Regions from separate parts of the Mus musculus genome. Here regions 2, 3 and 4 are each linked to region 1. Evidence: chromatin contacts called from public promoter capture Hi-C data. All regions are on one chromosome and are shown on one strand. The core of a region is the stretch at or near the end of the contact, and the rest is flanking DNA. Distances in the headings are between cores, read along the strand shown.

Region 1 (3,520 bases), core at 297-2,796:
CCATGCTGGTTTGCATGTCTCTGTCAGGGAGGAGAGGGGAACCCCTGCCTCAGCTGACCCTCTAATGCTCCGGGGAGTTTGCAGTTGCTGCTTCCTCTCTCTGGGCCTGGGGTGAGCTGGGGCGCAGGGCACCTGTTTCTAGTTCCCCAGAAGTTTAATTGGGGTGGTTATCATCATCTTCTGTGGTTGTAGACTGCAGATCTGAGGAGATCTGCGCTTACTGTGTCCACAAGGCATCAGTATGAGGTGAGAGGAGAGGGTAGGAGGGGTAGGAGCCCTCCCCTAGACACTTCGTGGGCCTCAGTGAGAGTACTGTCCTACCCACCAGGGCTCTTGGCTGGTACGGAGTCCACAGCCAGAGTATGGGCTGTAGGGATTATCTGGAACATTCACAGGGCACTCCCAGGAGCCAAGCTCTTCTTTGGTTGATGGAAGAGAGTAAATAACTGGGTCATCAACCCATTTTCCAGATGAGCAACCGAGGCACACAGAGGTTAATTAACCTTAATTGTTATGGTTTCAGTTTAAAGCCAGACTTATCTGTCCTCTCTTCTACCCAGTATAACCAGAGGAGGAGTTGAGGCTCAGATAAAGGCAGCAACTTGCCCAGCGTCACACAGCTGAGCCACCTCAGTTCCTAAGCCTTAGGTGATTTTCAGTTCATATTTAGAGACAGGGCTAGGGACACAGGCCCAGTGAGTCTGGAATCAGGCAACCTGGTGGTTTGGGAAGAGAGTGAGGGACAGGTGGCACTGGGGACACCAGCAGGGTGTGGTTTTGGTCCACATTTCTGTGGGGTTCTTGCCCGCTCTCCACCCAGCCTGGAGGGGGGTGCTGTGCTGAGATCCGCCTCTAGGTGGTGCTCTGCACTGCAGATCTGGACTCCCCTGGGGACTGGGAGCCTTTGTGCCCTGGGTAACCCTCATCAGGTGGCAGTATCTTCTAAGTTTCCCGGATGCCTCTGGACAGCAGCTTCCCCGCTTTCTTCCAAAGCTACTTGGCTTTGTCAGAAAAAGGGCTGGCGGGATCTGGGGAGATTCCTTAGGGTGATTTGGGATCACATGTTACTTCTTGGTTGGTCCTTGGCCATGGCCAGCTTATACAATTAAGTTTTTTTTTTCCCCCCAGAGTTGGGGATTGAGCCCAGAGCCTAACAGCAAGCTGCAACCTCGACCCTTTTTGTTGTTTTGAGGTGAGACTTGCTAAGGTGCCTGGGGTTACTTGATGGTCTTCTTGCCCCAGACTCTTGAGTGGCTGAGATTACAAGCCTGTAGCCCCAGGCTCTTGGTCCGCAGCCCTTTCCTCGCCTGCAGAGTGCGGGTGTTTTATTTCTAGAACATTAGGAGAGTTTGATGGGATGTCCTTGTCCAAGGCAGGTACCTCCAGCCAGGAGTGGTCAGGACGATCCCCATGGACAGTGGCGGGCTCTTATGGCATGTCTGCCTGGATGCTGGCTCTTCCTGTCTATGTTTCCTCATAATGGTGGTCCATGTGTCCTCACTCATCCATCACGCCCAGCCTCTCCTGCTCATCCTCATGGACCTCACACTGGCTCACAGAGGAGAGTTGGTGAGGGATGACTATGAGCCTCACTACCTAGCCTCAGACTCCTACCAACCACTTCCCAGTACCTGTAGTACATTTCCTCATGCCCCATAGTGCCTGAGATGCACCTGCCCGTGGTGCTTAGCCTCCTGGGGGCTGGTTGGGAGACATGCCGGAGCAGCTGTGGCCAGGTAAGTGGGGGACAGAAGAGGTGTGTGCACCCAACATTCTAAGTAAACCAGCTGGGAGCCTGTGAATGCCTTCCCTCGACCTCCGCCATCCCTCGCTTGCTTCTGTGTGTCTATAGGTTTATGGCTCCAAAATGAAGACACCCTAGGTCTTTATCCTTGGGAGCTGTCCCGTGACCACTGGACCCCCATGGGAGTAAAAAGCTAACATCTGGGGCTACAGAAGCCTCCACTTCATTTATCTTACCTACAGTCCAGTTAATAGCCACTGGGCCTCAATGATCTCATCAGCGAAATGGGGACAGTACTATAAGCCACAGCATCATAGAGCTGTGGAGAGCTTGAGTGAGCTTGTTGATGCAACCCTCTTAAACTTCTTTGAGAAGATTCTGAGAGTATGAGATGATTTGAGACCTCCCTAAGCAGGAAAGACACCGCCCCCCCCAACCTTCCACTCCATGATTCTTGATGATGAGGAGGCTTGGGTGAGTGTGTGACCTGCTTAGGGTCCTTCAGACAGATTGTGGCAGAGTCAGACTGAATTCTGTTCTCTGAGCCACATCTAGAGCTCCGTAGCACGCTTCCTGTTCTTTACAACCTGGCTAAAATGGAAGTGGCTCTTCTCTCAGGTGGTGTGATGCAGTATGGCCCAGAGGAGGCCCAGATGTCTGCTCCAGGGTGTACTTTTTTGTTTCTGTTTTTGTTTGTGTTTTTGTGTTTTGTGTTTGCTGCACTGGGGGTTCAAACCCAGACCTTTCCATGCTCAATGATAAAGATTTATCTTTCTTTATCTTTATCAGCTCTTTTAAATTTTACTTTGAGACGACATCTTGATAAATTATCAAGGCTAGCCTTGAACTCATTGGCAGCCCAAGCTAACTTTTGGATCGTGATCCTCCTGCCTCAGCTTCTTAAATAGCTGGGATTACAGGTGTGTGCTACTATACTCAGCCCGCTCTTCTTTTATAAAGGGCAATTGGTTTCTGTGTGTAGTTAGCGGGAGACTCTGAGCCTACAAGAGCAGGCCTTGCCCAGTGTCCCTCAGTCCCCATGGGCTCTGCCTTCTCCCTGACCTGTTGTTCATTCTTTGGCCAGCTCCATACCTGAGACCAGGAAAGCCATATGGGACCTGGCAGATCGATGTTTTATCCTAGCTGTCCTCTACTAGAACACATGCAGATGTAACGAGGGGACAGGTTCACTGTGTGACAATAGAGACAAAGCTACAAAACAAAAGCAAGTTCTAGAATGATGTGTATAGTATGACTGTATGTATTAGCAGCCATTCCTTAACATTTCAGCACATGCTCATGTGTATGTGTGTGTGAGTATGAGTGTGTAAGTGTGTGTGTGTGTGTGTGTGTATGAGTATGTGAGTGTGTGTTATATGAGTGTGTGAGTATATGAGTATGTATGTATAAGTGTGGGTGAGTGCATATGAGTGTGTATGTGAGTGTGTATGAGTGTGTATAAGTGTGTGAGTGTATATGAGTGCGAATGTGTGTATGAGTATGCAAGTATATGTGTATGAGTGCATATGAGTGTGTGTATGAGTGCGAGTGTATGAGAGTGTATTTGAGTGTGTGAGTATATATGAGTGTGTGTGAGTGTATATGAGTGTGTGTATGAGTGTATAAGTGTGTATGAGTGCATATGAGTGTGTGTAATTGTGTGTGTGAGTGTATATGAGTGTGTGTGAGTGTATATGAGTGTGTGTGAGTGTATATGAGTAGGTGTGAGTATATAAGTGTGTGTATGTAAGTGTGTGTATGAGTGTGTGTATATGA
Region 2 (3,520 bases), core at 489-2,988, 240 kb before region 1:
TGGTACAGTTATCCCATACCCTCACTCTGTAGCCCCCAGGCTGACCTTGAACTCCACGCAATGCTCCTGCCTCAGCTTCCCCAAGCGCTGGGATTGGAGACATACACCACCACGCCCAGCTAGACATCTCTCTCTTTATCTGCACACAGAGAAAGTTCAGGCCAAAGAATTTGACATGTCTTCAAAATGTCGATGAACCACTTGGGAAATACGAAACTGACTTAACGATTTTCCCCAGGTCTTACTCAATTATGAATTTAATATTCTTGACATTTTCCTTTACTTCTAAGCAGCCTCAGAGACTCTTGAGCCTGGAGAGAGGGTATCAGAAGCATGGGTGTTGTCATAAAGGTGCGTAAAAGGCACAGCACCTTTTCCTTGGCAGTGTCCCCGTTTTTGAACTGGAGAGGGTGAACATAGGTGAAGGCCAGAAGTCATGGCAATTTCTTGTGACTCTGGCTGTGTGGGGACTGTGGTCACAGGGTCCAGGCTGCTCTGTCGCTGATGCCTTGTGACTATGGGTGGATGGCACATCTCTAAAGGCCTCAGTTGCTTCATCTGTAGAATGGGGTGCCAGATCCTTTGTGAGGAGGCTCCCTAAAACTCGGTGAGCGTTAGTCACGGGGAAGGCTAATTCTGTCAGAATCACCTAGGAAATAAATGATTAATCCTGAGATTCACCCGACAAAAACCAATTCCACCATTTTGGGGCAATTTTTTATTAAATTAGTCCAAATCTTTATTAAATATTAAATACTGACTAAGAGAAGGACTTTGGTCAAAACTACTCTCTGGAATTTCCCAGCTGAATCGTCCTGAGACACGTGGTGGTGGCAGCGGCGGCCACAAACCTACGTGTGGTGGTGGTTACAAAGACAAACTTATAGGCCTCCGTACTTTCCCATGAGGCTTTTGTTATCAAGAACTACAACTCCCAGCATTCCAGGAGGTTACCTGCTCCTTGGGCAGGTGGGGCTTACAGGTTTGTTCTAGGTATTACATACCCTACTGGCATGTGTTTGAGGGGTTTCCAGATGGGGTTCGTTGCAGTTGGAGGATCTACCCTAGACATGAGTAACACTAATACTTGGATGGCGTCGTGAATGAGAAGAGGAAGCGGTCTGGATAGCAGCAAGCATGTCTCTCAGCTTCCTGATTGTGACCAACCACGCCACCCTTCAGCCACCTTGCCTTTCCTGCTGTGACAGCCTGTCCTCTGCAGCAGTGGGCCAAGATAATGCCTTGCCTCCTGGAACTGCTTGTGCCAGGCATTTTAACACAGCAACAAGACAAGGAACTACTGTACTTGCTACCATCCGCAACAGCAAGACCAGAGCCCCACTGTGAGCCAGCCAGAACGCTGCTGGGGTCATATTGAATTACATCACAGACTGTTGCCAACCAGACCTGGTTCCGAAGGGGATGTGTGTATGTAGCACAAACATTGAGGGTAGGCTGGGGTTGTAGACCTTCTAAAATAGTGGTTCTCAACCTCCCTAATGGTTCCACCATTAGGGTTCCACTGTACTACAGTTCCTCATCCAATGCTGAGCCCCCACCCCCAACCATTAAATTATTTTCATTGCTACTTCATAACTGTACTTTTGCTACTTTTATGAATCTCGATGTGGATATTTTTGGAGATAGAGGTTTGCCAAGCAGTCACGACCTGCTGGTTGAGAACCACTGTTCTAGAATGTTCCATGTCTTATGGAAGTTCTGAGGCCTTCCAGCATCACCACAGGCTACGGAGCAACACAGAGGGCAGAAGTCCTGTTGAAGCCCAACACCACAAAACACCAGACAGATTCCTGGTGGCACTCTCTAGCAACTGTCCCTAAGCCTTCCAGAGAGATCTCAGACCTGGATTCTTGCCCTGGCAGTGTGACCCTGAGAGACCCACATACCTTCTCTTCTTGGCCTGTTTCCATGCACTAAAGGTAGAATGCAGATACTGGGCTTTACTCCTGTCCTGGGTTCATGGAGGGTTGGAGGGAGATGGTCCCTGGGAATTGTGAAGGAAACACAACACTGGCCCTGCATCGAGCACCAGAGAAAAAGCCAGAGTGAGCAGAGCAGCCCCTCTGCAGCCTGGGCTGCCAAGCCTGCGTGTACAGTCTCCCCTCCCTGGCCTTTGCTTTCCTTGCTGAGGAACAACGGGAGACTGGAATGCTTACTACAGTGCCTAAGACAGGGCAGCCTCTGTCAGAGCCACACACATCGATGGCCACTCTGGGTATTAGCCAAGAACACCCAGAGCAAGCTTGAGGCTTCAAGAGCAGCTGGTTGACGAACTATACTGTCCACGACACACACACATTTCCTTTGGAACCAGCCCCGGTTGGCATGGCCTGTGACCTGCTAACTCAACACCTAGATCCCAGTTGCCCAGTTCTGGCCCAGTCCAAACTCTTAGAGACATCGGAAAATTATCCGTCCAGGCCCCCATGTGTTGGGCTAGAGAATAGGGCCTGGGAAGGGGGCAGGACTGGGGGAGTGACAGGCCAACCTCCTCTGGTCTCCCTGGAGATGTCACAGGCTTAGCAGGGGCTGCTTGACACATGTCGGATAAAATAAGGGAAAATAAATAACAATGTTTATAAGAAGATTAGCAGGAAGGCAGGAAAATTTCTCTGGGGAGCCCTTGGCTGCATCTGGAAGTGACAGCCCCATCACCTTATCAGAGTCATAATGAGGTGCCAGGATTTGGGGTCATTAAAAATCCTCTCTGGCTGGGCTGCTCTCTCTCCATCGCCTTTGATGGAGGCCTGGTGGCTGCTTGGTCCCTTCCCCCACCGCCTTTCCACTCCCTTGGCTGTCCCCGGCTTGCCTGGGTGCGGAGGTGAGATGTTGATGTCCAGCTCAGCAGAAGTAATGCGGCAGGACATCCCAATTTGTGCCTGGGTCCCCGCAGGCACAGAGCCCTTCTCCCGGGGTGGATTAGCTCTGTTTTATCTGGGCTCCTTCAGAGAGGAGGTGGGGGGTAGGGGAATCTGCAGGTGCTTGTGTATGACTCCAGGCTGCACCATCCAGAGGGGCGGGCTGGCCCCGGCAGCACAGGCAGGACCATGCTTGGAAATGGAAGTCTGGAAGGGATGCTGAGCAGAGACAAGTGTGGGGATGGAGCCAGGCTTGGACCTAAGCTGCACATTCACAGGCTTTGCACTGAAGAAGGGTTTGTGGGTCTGTGATTGATCCGGTGGAGGGAGATGAACAGGAATCATTGAAGGCCGTGAGGGCCAATCGCCAGGGCAGGCACTGGGTGACCTGAGAAATCAGGCCAGCAAGAGGGGACAGATTTAAACGCCAAGGTCCACAAGTGGCTGTCACACACATCCCTCCCTCCCGACTAGACACCCTGAGCCCTCTCCATCCCCACTGCTATTATGAAGAAAGCACTCTGCTCCCCTTGTCCCAAAGCTTATCTTCCAGGCACTCCACGCACGCTTGTAGTCTATCGATTTTTCTCTGCCGCTCACTGGTCCCATGTCCCTTGAGGGATACATTTGAGGAAAGGGAT
Region 3 (3,520 bases), core at 730-3,229, 230 kb after region 1:
GAGCAGATCAATATGGTAGATGCTGCTATATAAGCCCAGGGTCCGACCCATCACAGGCAGTCAATAAATGTTAGGTTACCACATCCCTCTCTCTCCCTGTGCATGAGAGGCCCACAGAGGCCTTGCTGCCATGTCTTGCTCCAAGCTGCTGTTGCCTACCATAGCAGGCCCCCACCCTGAAGTGTGTTTACTCTGTAAACAGATGGTCTGGAGCAACATTGTACCCCCAGGCCTTTCCATCTGACAGTTATTAATATTTCAAACAGATGTTTAGCTAGTCGGGCCGTCAGATGGAAACCATGAGCCTGCTGTGGCTTTTCTCCGAAGCCACTGCTCCCAGCCCACGGCTCCCCCAGTTTCTACCGCAGTGCCTGAGCAATATATCACCCATCGCCCTGGGCTCCCGGACCCTCCTCTAGCCTCCCAGGCCCAACCCAACAAGATGTACGAAAGGCTCCAGCATCCTGGGCTCAAAGGGAGCGTGTGTCTCCCACACACCATGGAATATCAACGGGACGGGTGCCAAACAGTCTGTGATAAAACCAGGCAGGGGACAGTGGCCATGTCCCTAGGTCAAGGATCATGTGACAAGGAATTTGCGTGTGTGATCCAGGCTGGGTGGTATCAGGACACTCATTCCTGGAGTCCTTGCTGGGAGCAGAATTCTGTTTGTATTGGACATTCTTGTAGATGAGCAGTTCTCAGCCTGCCTAATGCTGCCACCCTTTAATACAGTTCCTAGCATTGTGGTGCCCCCCCCCACCTTGAAATTACTCTGTTGCTACTTTCTAACTACTTTTGCTAATATTATAAATCCTAGTGTAAACATCTGATATGAAGGATCTCTGATCTATGACCCCTGTGAAGGGGTCATTTGACCTCCAAGGGGGTCTTGACCCACAGGTTGAGAACCAGTGCTGTAGCTGGCGGACCAGCTTGGAATACTGTAGGGCTGAGATTGAAGCATGAGCCGAAGAGTCTATCAGTCTCTGGCGAACATGAGTTAAGCCCTTCAGGCTAACTGTTCCCAGAACATCAACAGTCCTGAGCTTGCTACAGACCGACCTAACCTCATCTCTAGTTCTGTTCCCTCTCCTCCCTGCCTTTCTTGGGGCTGCTGATGGTGTCTGCACGTGGCTGTCCAATATGGCCAGCTGCTGCCTTCACGCTTCCCCATCCCAGCCCCACCACCCCGACGCCAGGACTGTGGAACCATGAAGCTGTGGGGCTCTTAGACATGGTGCTAAGCCATGGACCTCAGTCTCAGACCTTTGCTGAGGGCGGCTCTGTCCCTGTCCCTCTAAGCTTGCGTTCATGTCCTCCCTAAATTTATCTGCATAATGGGCATGACCGACACCCAAAGCTGTGGAAACAGAGGTTACAAATGCAGCCACGGGTGTCTCCCACAACTGTCAACTCTCTGTCACCCCAAGGTGCTGCCCAGCTCTGGGCAGGTGGCAGGTTCCCTGACCACAGCCCGACCTCCATCCTTACATTCTAGCCCCACCCATAGCCTTCTGGCCTTCTGGCCATCTTGGCCATGCCCCCTCTAGATCTAAGTCCCCACTTCCCTTTGTGCAGCTCAGAAGGGGCCACCATTACAGCTGCCTGCTCAGAGACCGTAAAATTCCTTCTCCCTGACCTTTTCCACGGTGTTATTAAAATGTTTCATGGGCAGTTGTGTCAGGAAAAAATTATAAAGAAAAAGGAAGATGTTTTAATTTGCACCACAGGCTGAGCAGAGACTGCAGCCAGGGGCTTGCCCAGCCCCCCACCCTGCCACCTGTGCAGGGGAAGCCATGGCATGACAGTAGCCAGGGAAGCTAGCTGTCGCCACCGGTCTGGGGATCCTATATGGACCTATGGAGCCGGGTCTCTTATTTCTCTGCTGGCTGGGATTTTGGAGCCCAGGGCTCTCCAAGGACCCTGAGGTCAGAGTATGACCTTGAGCCCAGTTCTGGATGCTTGCTTGGGTCATCACTCAGGAATGTCCCTTCCCCCGTGCTAACCCCCCCCCCCCAGCACATCACCTGTGAAACAATGAAGGTATGTTGCATGTGCTTGGCTGGAGCTGCCGCCAGACCTAGTGCCTGGAGCACTTGTGCTGGGGACAGGGGGTGATGGGGATGCCTGGGACAGCCTCTGAGGACCAAGTCCTGTGTCCTTTGGTCTCTTACTGCCTCAGTAGCAGTCCTCCTGCCCCGGCCACATAACTGCAGCCTCACTGTAACCAACACATAATATGGCCATTGATTCCTACCTGCTAAGTCCGTCATTGTCCTTTTCCAGATGAGGAAACTAAGGTGGGGGTGGGTGGGGAAGTGGCTTGCTCAGAGCCCCAGACCTACTAAGTGGCCTCAGATCTTGAACAAAGACCCACAGAGGGACTGTGCTGGACCTCTGATCCCTTTCAGTCACATTCAGAGCCGAGGACAGAGAGGAGCCAAGGAGGACACTGCAGATCCCTGAGAACAGTCTATAGGCTCACCCCAGGCAGACCCTCAGTACCATCAGGTACCATCAGGAGAATTTCTACCTGTGGAGCCAGAGCAGAGACAGTTGGGAAGGCATGGGACTGTGTCCAGGGAAACAGGAATCTCAGAGTGGCTGAAACCGTCTGTATAAGGAAATCTCCTGGGATGGTAGGAGACTCCTGGGATGGGGGATGGCAGGGTCTCAGAAGGGCCTGGTAGGGTTTGTGGGAAAGAAGAGGTTTAGGGTGAATGTAGCCACTCATTCATTCTACAGATCTCTGTTGACCGCTGGCTACATGCTAGGCACATGGCCCTGTGGTCAGTGTATGGGGTGTTGGGAGTTCACCCTGCCCTGGAAGAACCTGCACTGGGAAACGAGTGTTTGTGTTCAGTATTACTCTCTGTGACGGAGACCAGATCAGCATTAGAAATGGATGCTGGGCACCTGACCTTCATTAGGGTCAAGAAATTCTTCTCTGAGAAAGTGACACTAAAGTAGACATTAGCAGATAACTGAGGAAAGGGGAGGACATCCCGGAGAGGGAGAATGGCATGTGCAAAGGGCCTGTGGTGAGGGGAGTGGTATGCAGGGGGCTGGAGTCCTGTTTCTTCGAGGCCAGAGCCCTCAAATGTCTCTCTTCTTGCAAATTGACATTTACTCCAGGATGCCCACTGGACTGATGTTCAGGTAGTGTGGTCACATAGCTTTCATGCCCTTGCAGGTTCCCTGTGGGAGGCGTTTGACTGACTAGGAGAGTCATTATAACCCTGTGCAGAGCAGAGTACCACCTCCCAGCTATGGGAAGACAGGCCTCAAGGAGGCAAAGGCAGGCTCCTATCCCACTCCTTCTTCCAGTACACCCAGATGAGTTTACTGTGATCTTTGTCCCTAAGTCACCCAGGAGGACCTAGACTTTCTGGTCACAGGCCACTTTCTCTGGGACTCTGCTGCCTTTCCTACACTGTGAGAATGAGGTGCCATCTTGGCCACCAGGGTGGTGCCAGAGTGTGAATGGTACAAAGTGGACACATAGCGTCTTCTATTA
Region 4 (3,520 bases), core at 402-2,901, 140 kb before region 1:
ATGTTTGGGGTTTTTAATCTCACAGGCTTTGGTCTATGGGTGTTTTTCTAGGTGGATGTCTGTTTGTACACAGGGTGTTTCAGGAAAGGTCATCTTGCACCTGTGCGTCTCTGTTGTGTATTTACTTGTGTGTTCCTTTGCAGGTATGTGTAACTGTCCGAGGGGCGTGTATCGCTGCGTGCTTGCGGTCTGGAATGGGTGGAACAGGCTGGGTGTGCTCAGCCACTGCTGTTGCTCATGCTGTTCCAGGCCAGGATAAAAATAGCCCGTTTACCTTTGCCCACAGAAACCAAAGTCCTGCCTTGGGCGTTCACTCCACCCGGATTCACCCTACTGGGCCTGGGTGGCCAGCCATGATGTGGGGCGTCACCTATAGCCACAGCCTTCTATAGATCTCCAGTCTTCATTTTGTGGAGTTGGGATAGAGGGGGTGTCGAGAAATCCCGCTTTCATTGCCTCCCTCTCCCCCAAACACAGCTAGCATGGATCTTCTTGCTTCTCTGCCCTCACACCACCAACCTCTTAGTCAGCAACTATGGCTCCCAAACCTTTCTTCTCCAATCTAGGAAAAACTTGGGAATACTAGGTTCTTTTGGATACCTCCCACCCTCCCACCCTTCTACCCTCCTACCCGACTTCAGAACCTGGCTAGGCTGCTCTCTTCCTGAAGAAGAGGGCTGATCCAGATCTGCAAAGAGGAAAAGCTTAGGAGGTCAGCAGATAAGGGGTAGGGGCTGCTTCTTTATAGCATTATGGAATTAGCCCGTTAGTGGGCTCCCACATGGAAGTGCTGTGAGCTTCCTGTGAGCGGATGCACAGACATCTCCCAAGTCTCCTCTGGTCACGTAAGCTTATGGGCCCACCTCTGGGTGACAAGGACTTCCTTCAAGAACCTTGGGAAGGGATGCCACCATTTGTGCCCCCACTTTCTACCTATTTCCCACATTCTGCTCCTCAACCCCTTATGAGACAGCTAACATCATTCTTCCCCATTTCACAGGTGACAGTGATGGAGACAGCTAAGCAGCTCCTTCAAGGTCACGCGCTTAAGGAGCAGAACCAGAACCAAGTTTGTGCTCGGAGCAAAACACAGCAGCAGGTTCCCTCCCCACACACGTCCTTTTATTCAATTGGACTGGTTCACCATATCCTAGGATGAGCCATCCTTCCGGATCCCACGTAAAGAGTTCTGTCCTGGGTCGAGGAGAAAAACAGAACCAATCACGATCCTAACTCATGCCCAAATATCCACAGCTGGAACTCCCCAACTACATCCCCCGCTCCACCAGGACTTGAGTGTTTGACATTTTTTCTTAAACACCCCCATCCCCTTTTGAGACCGAATCAAAAGCGAAAGCTGATTCACACCCAAGCTAAGAAGTGTACGAATGTTTATTTCCTTTATTTTTGGAAAGAAAATCCGGTAGACTCCGCCGCTTTCAGCGGACCGGTTTTCCGGTGCTTTGGATCCTGCGTTCTTCAAGGATCCCCTCTGATAAGGCCCCAACTCGGCCGCGCCTACACAGCGGTAGGGTACCCCCCCTCGCTGGGCCCCGTGGCTCCGCCCCCGTCCTCCAGGCCCCGCCTTCTATCGCGTGAGGCCCCGCCCCGGCCCGCTGACTCTAGGGCGAGCGCGCGGCGGCGCTGGGCATTGTGGCCGGCGGCAGGGCGGGCGAGGGCGCGGAGCCGCGGGGAGCGGCAGGGCGCAGAGGGAAGCACACACCCCACTCGGACAGACTTCGCGGCGCGGCCGCTACGAGCGCCGCTGAGCGCACTCCACTGGGATCGCACAACTTCGGAGCAGGGCGCGGACGGCGCTCGCAGCGGGAGAGCGCGGAAAGGGCGCACCAGAGCCGGGATCCCCAGCGGCGTCCGACTCCCGGAGCGCTCCTAGTCGCCGGGCGGCCTCCCGGCGCTGCGCGGTTGCCTCTGCGCCTACGGAGGGCACGGGCTGGCGCTGCCGGGCGCCTGCGAGAACGGCGAGGCGGCGGCGAAGGCGAAGGCGGCGAGGCTGGGGACCGGGAAAGAACCCCGAGGGAGAGGCGCCCGGGCCGGGGGACAGGAGCATGAGGGCCCGGAGCGGGGTGCGGAGCGCGCTGCTGCTGGCGCTGCTGCTTTGCTGGGATCCGACACCGAGCCTAGCAGGTAGGTGCGAGAGGGAGTGGAACACAGGGATGCGGTCCTGGCGCGTCTCAGCGTCCAACTGCAAGTTCGGGTGGTTCTTGGCGGAGTCACTGCGCTCCGAGAACGCCGTGGACGCGTCCAAGTTAAAAGGCAGCTTCGGTGCTCGGGAGAGGGGGCGACGCGTGGCCACCTGGGGTGCCACGTAAGCTCGAAGCTCCCTGCTCCTGCCTCCAAGGGATAGTTGCTTCCCGTGGAATGGGGTCTGATTCACTTCCAAGTGACCCCTGACTATCACGGAAAAACTGTCACTGCCAGGGCCAGGTGTGTGTTCTCTGCGGTTCGCCTGCAACTTAGGTCTGAGTACAGGCTCCCGCGGGCTGCACGCGCAGCATTCTGAGGGTCGCGGACAGAGAGCAGGATACTGCGGAACCCTGGAAGCGCTTCTTCTCGGCCTTTGGGGAGCCGAGGCCCGAAGGCTTTAAGCTACTGAAGGGGGAGGGGCCGACTCCTGTACACCGTGATCTCCGGAGGTGCGGCGCGGGCGGGTATGAAAAGGTTTCGTGGTTGGTGGATTGTTTGGGGGTGAGTGTTGGCAGAGAGTGGAGGGGCGTAATGTATCTCCTTTCGACTTTGCCTATTTTCAATAGGTTATTGGTATTCTCAGTGTCCAGGTGAGCTCGCCTCTGCACTGCACCTGGACCCAGTAAAGATGCTCTTAAGAGGGTTTGGTGGACTCCTAAGTTTATAAAGTCCCCGATTCTCCTCTCATCGCGAAGATGGAAGTGTCTTGCTGGCTCTGTAGTAGCTCGGCTGGGCGTTGCAAAGTGGGCTGCGTCTTCCTTGGAAGGAAAAGTAGACACTCGCACCAACCTCTCTGGTACCCAAGCAGGTGAACTGCCGTTAGGGTGAATCGACTCCCGAAGCTGGTGCGGGGGCTGGAGGGCCACCCTAGACAAAGACCTCCCTGAGCAAAGGCTAAGAATGGGAAAAGGAAACTAGCAGAAAGTATTGAGTTGACACACACCCCACCACCCTCAGTGATGATGGCATCCTCTCTCTCTCCTCCCCACCTCTCTTTCTTCAAGAGCTAAAGGTCCCTCCTCTGTAACGAACGTTTCCCACGGCCGGAGCTTGCTTTTAACACATCCCCCCACTTTTTATTTCTCCCCAAGCTTTGTGCTGTAAAGTTACAACACTCAATCATTTGATCCGAGTTAATTATGATTTGGGCAGACTCGGGTATTTAAAGCAGTGTTTTGAAGTTGGAAGGTAATGATGGAGAAGGGGAGGAGGCACGCTAAACGACCAGCCTTGTTTTAAAGGGTGCACTTAGGTGTGGGATGGCCAGGATTGTTAGTTTCTGTTTAAGAGTGTCTGGGGATGATTGGAGGCTAGA

Evidence for each region. Promoter capture Hi-C pulls out the DNA fragments that hold promoters and counts their contacts. Capture Hi-C pulls out chosen DNA fragments and counts their contacts.
Region 2: a promoter capture Hi-C map of stem cell-derived epiblast-like cells shows a contact between it and region 1, with 4 times the contacts expected there. The contact joins the promoter of Pldi here to the promoter of Cdh23 in region 1. A contact is called at or near these places in 3 of 39 promoter capture datasets (the 3T3-L1 cell line, liver and stem cell-derived epiblast-like cells).
Region 3: a contact with region 1 is called in a promoter capture Hi-C map of trophoblast stem cells, with 9 times the contacts expected there. The contact joins the enhancer-like site here to the promoter of Cdh23 in region 1. A contact is called at or near these places in 15 of 39 promoter capture datasets (the 3T3-L1 cell line, 3T3-L1-derived adipocytes, the C10 cell line and 10 more), 5 of 484 Hi-C or Micro-C datasets (B cells, bone marrow-derived macrophages, embryonic fibroblasts and 2 more), 14 of 115 datasets of contacts at active chromatin or transcription factors (bone marrow-derived macrophages, craniofacial prominence, embryonic basal ganglia and 7 more) and 4 of 9 other capture datasets (adipose tissue, liver, macrophages and 1 more).
Region 4: a promoter capture Hi-C map of adipose tissue shows a contact between it and region 1. The contact joins the promoter of Unc5b here to the promoter of Cdh23 in region 1. A contact is called at or near these places in 9 of 484 Hi-C or Micro-C datasets (all in embryonic stem cells), 3 of 115 datasets of contacts at active chromatin or transcription factors (all in embryonic stem cells) and 1 of 9 other capture datasets (adipose tissue).

The regions. Positions count from the first base shown.
Region 1 is chr10:60,694,516-60,698,035 of GRCm38.p6, reverse strand. Cdh23 (cadherin 23 (otocadherin)) reads left to right here and starts at 1,546. Exons shown (of 71, transcript NM_023370.3): 1 at 1,546-1,736.
Region 2 is chr10:60,936,350-60,939,869 of GRCm38.p6, reverse strand. It overlaps Pldi (polymorphic derived intron containing), which reads left to right and starts at 1,738. Exons shown (of 3, transcript NR_033616.1): 1 at 1,738-1,940. Gm26947 (a long non-coding RNA gene) reads right to left here. Exons shown (of 4, transcript XR_001779779.2): 3 at 1,908-3,492; 4 at 1-649.
Region 3 is chr10:60,461,125-60,464,644 of GRCm38.p6, reverse strand. All of the region lies in intron 15 of Cdh23 (cadherin 23 (otocadherin)), which reads left to right. Among named protein-coding and RNA genes, the nearest start is that of Gm17455, 63 kb to the right of the region's middle. Within about 2 kb of position 1,979, at least 2 of the 459 cell types and tissues checked have an H3K27ac peak or open chromatin away from gene starts, as enhancers often do. A contact at or near this core is called in trophoblast stem cells, where this site is marked.
Region 4 is chr10:60,829,712-60,833,231 of GRCm38.p6, reverse strand. Unc5b (unc-5 netrin receptor B) reads left to right here and starts at 1,651. Exons shown (of 17, transcript NM_029770.3): 1 at 1,651-2,145. The coding sequence starts at 2,067.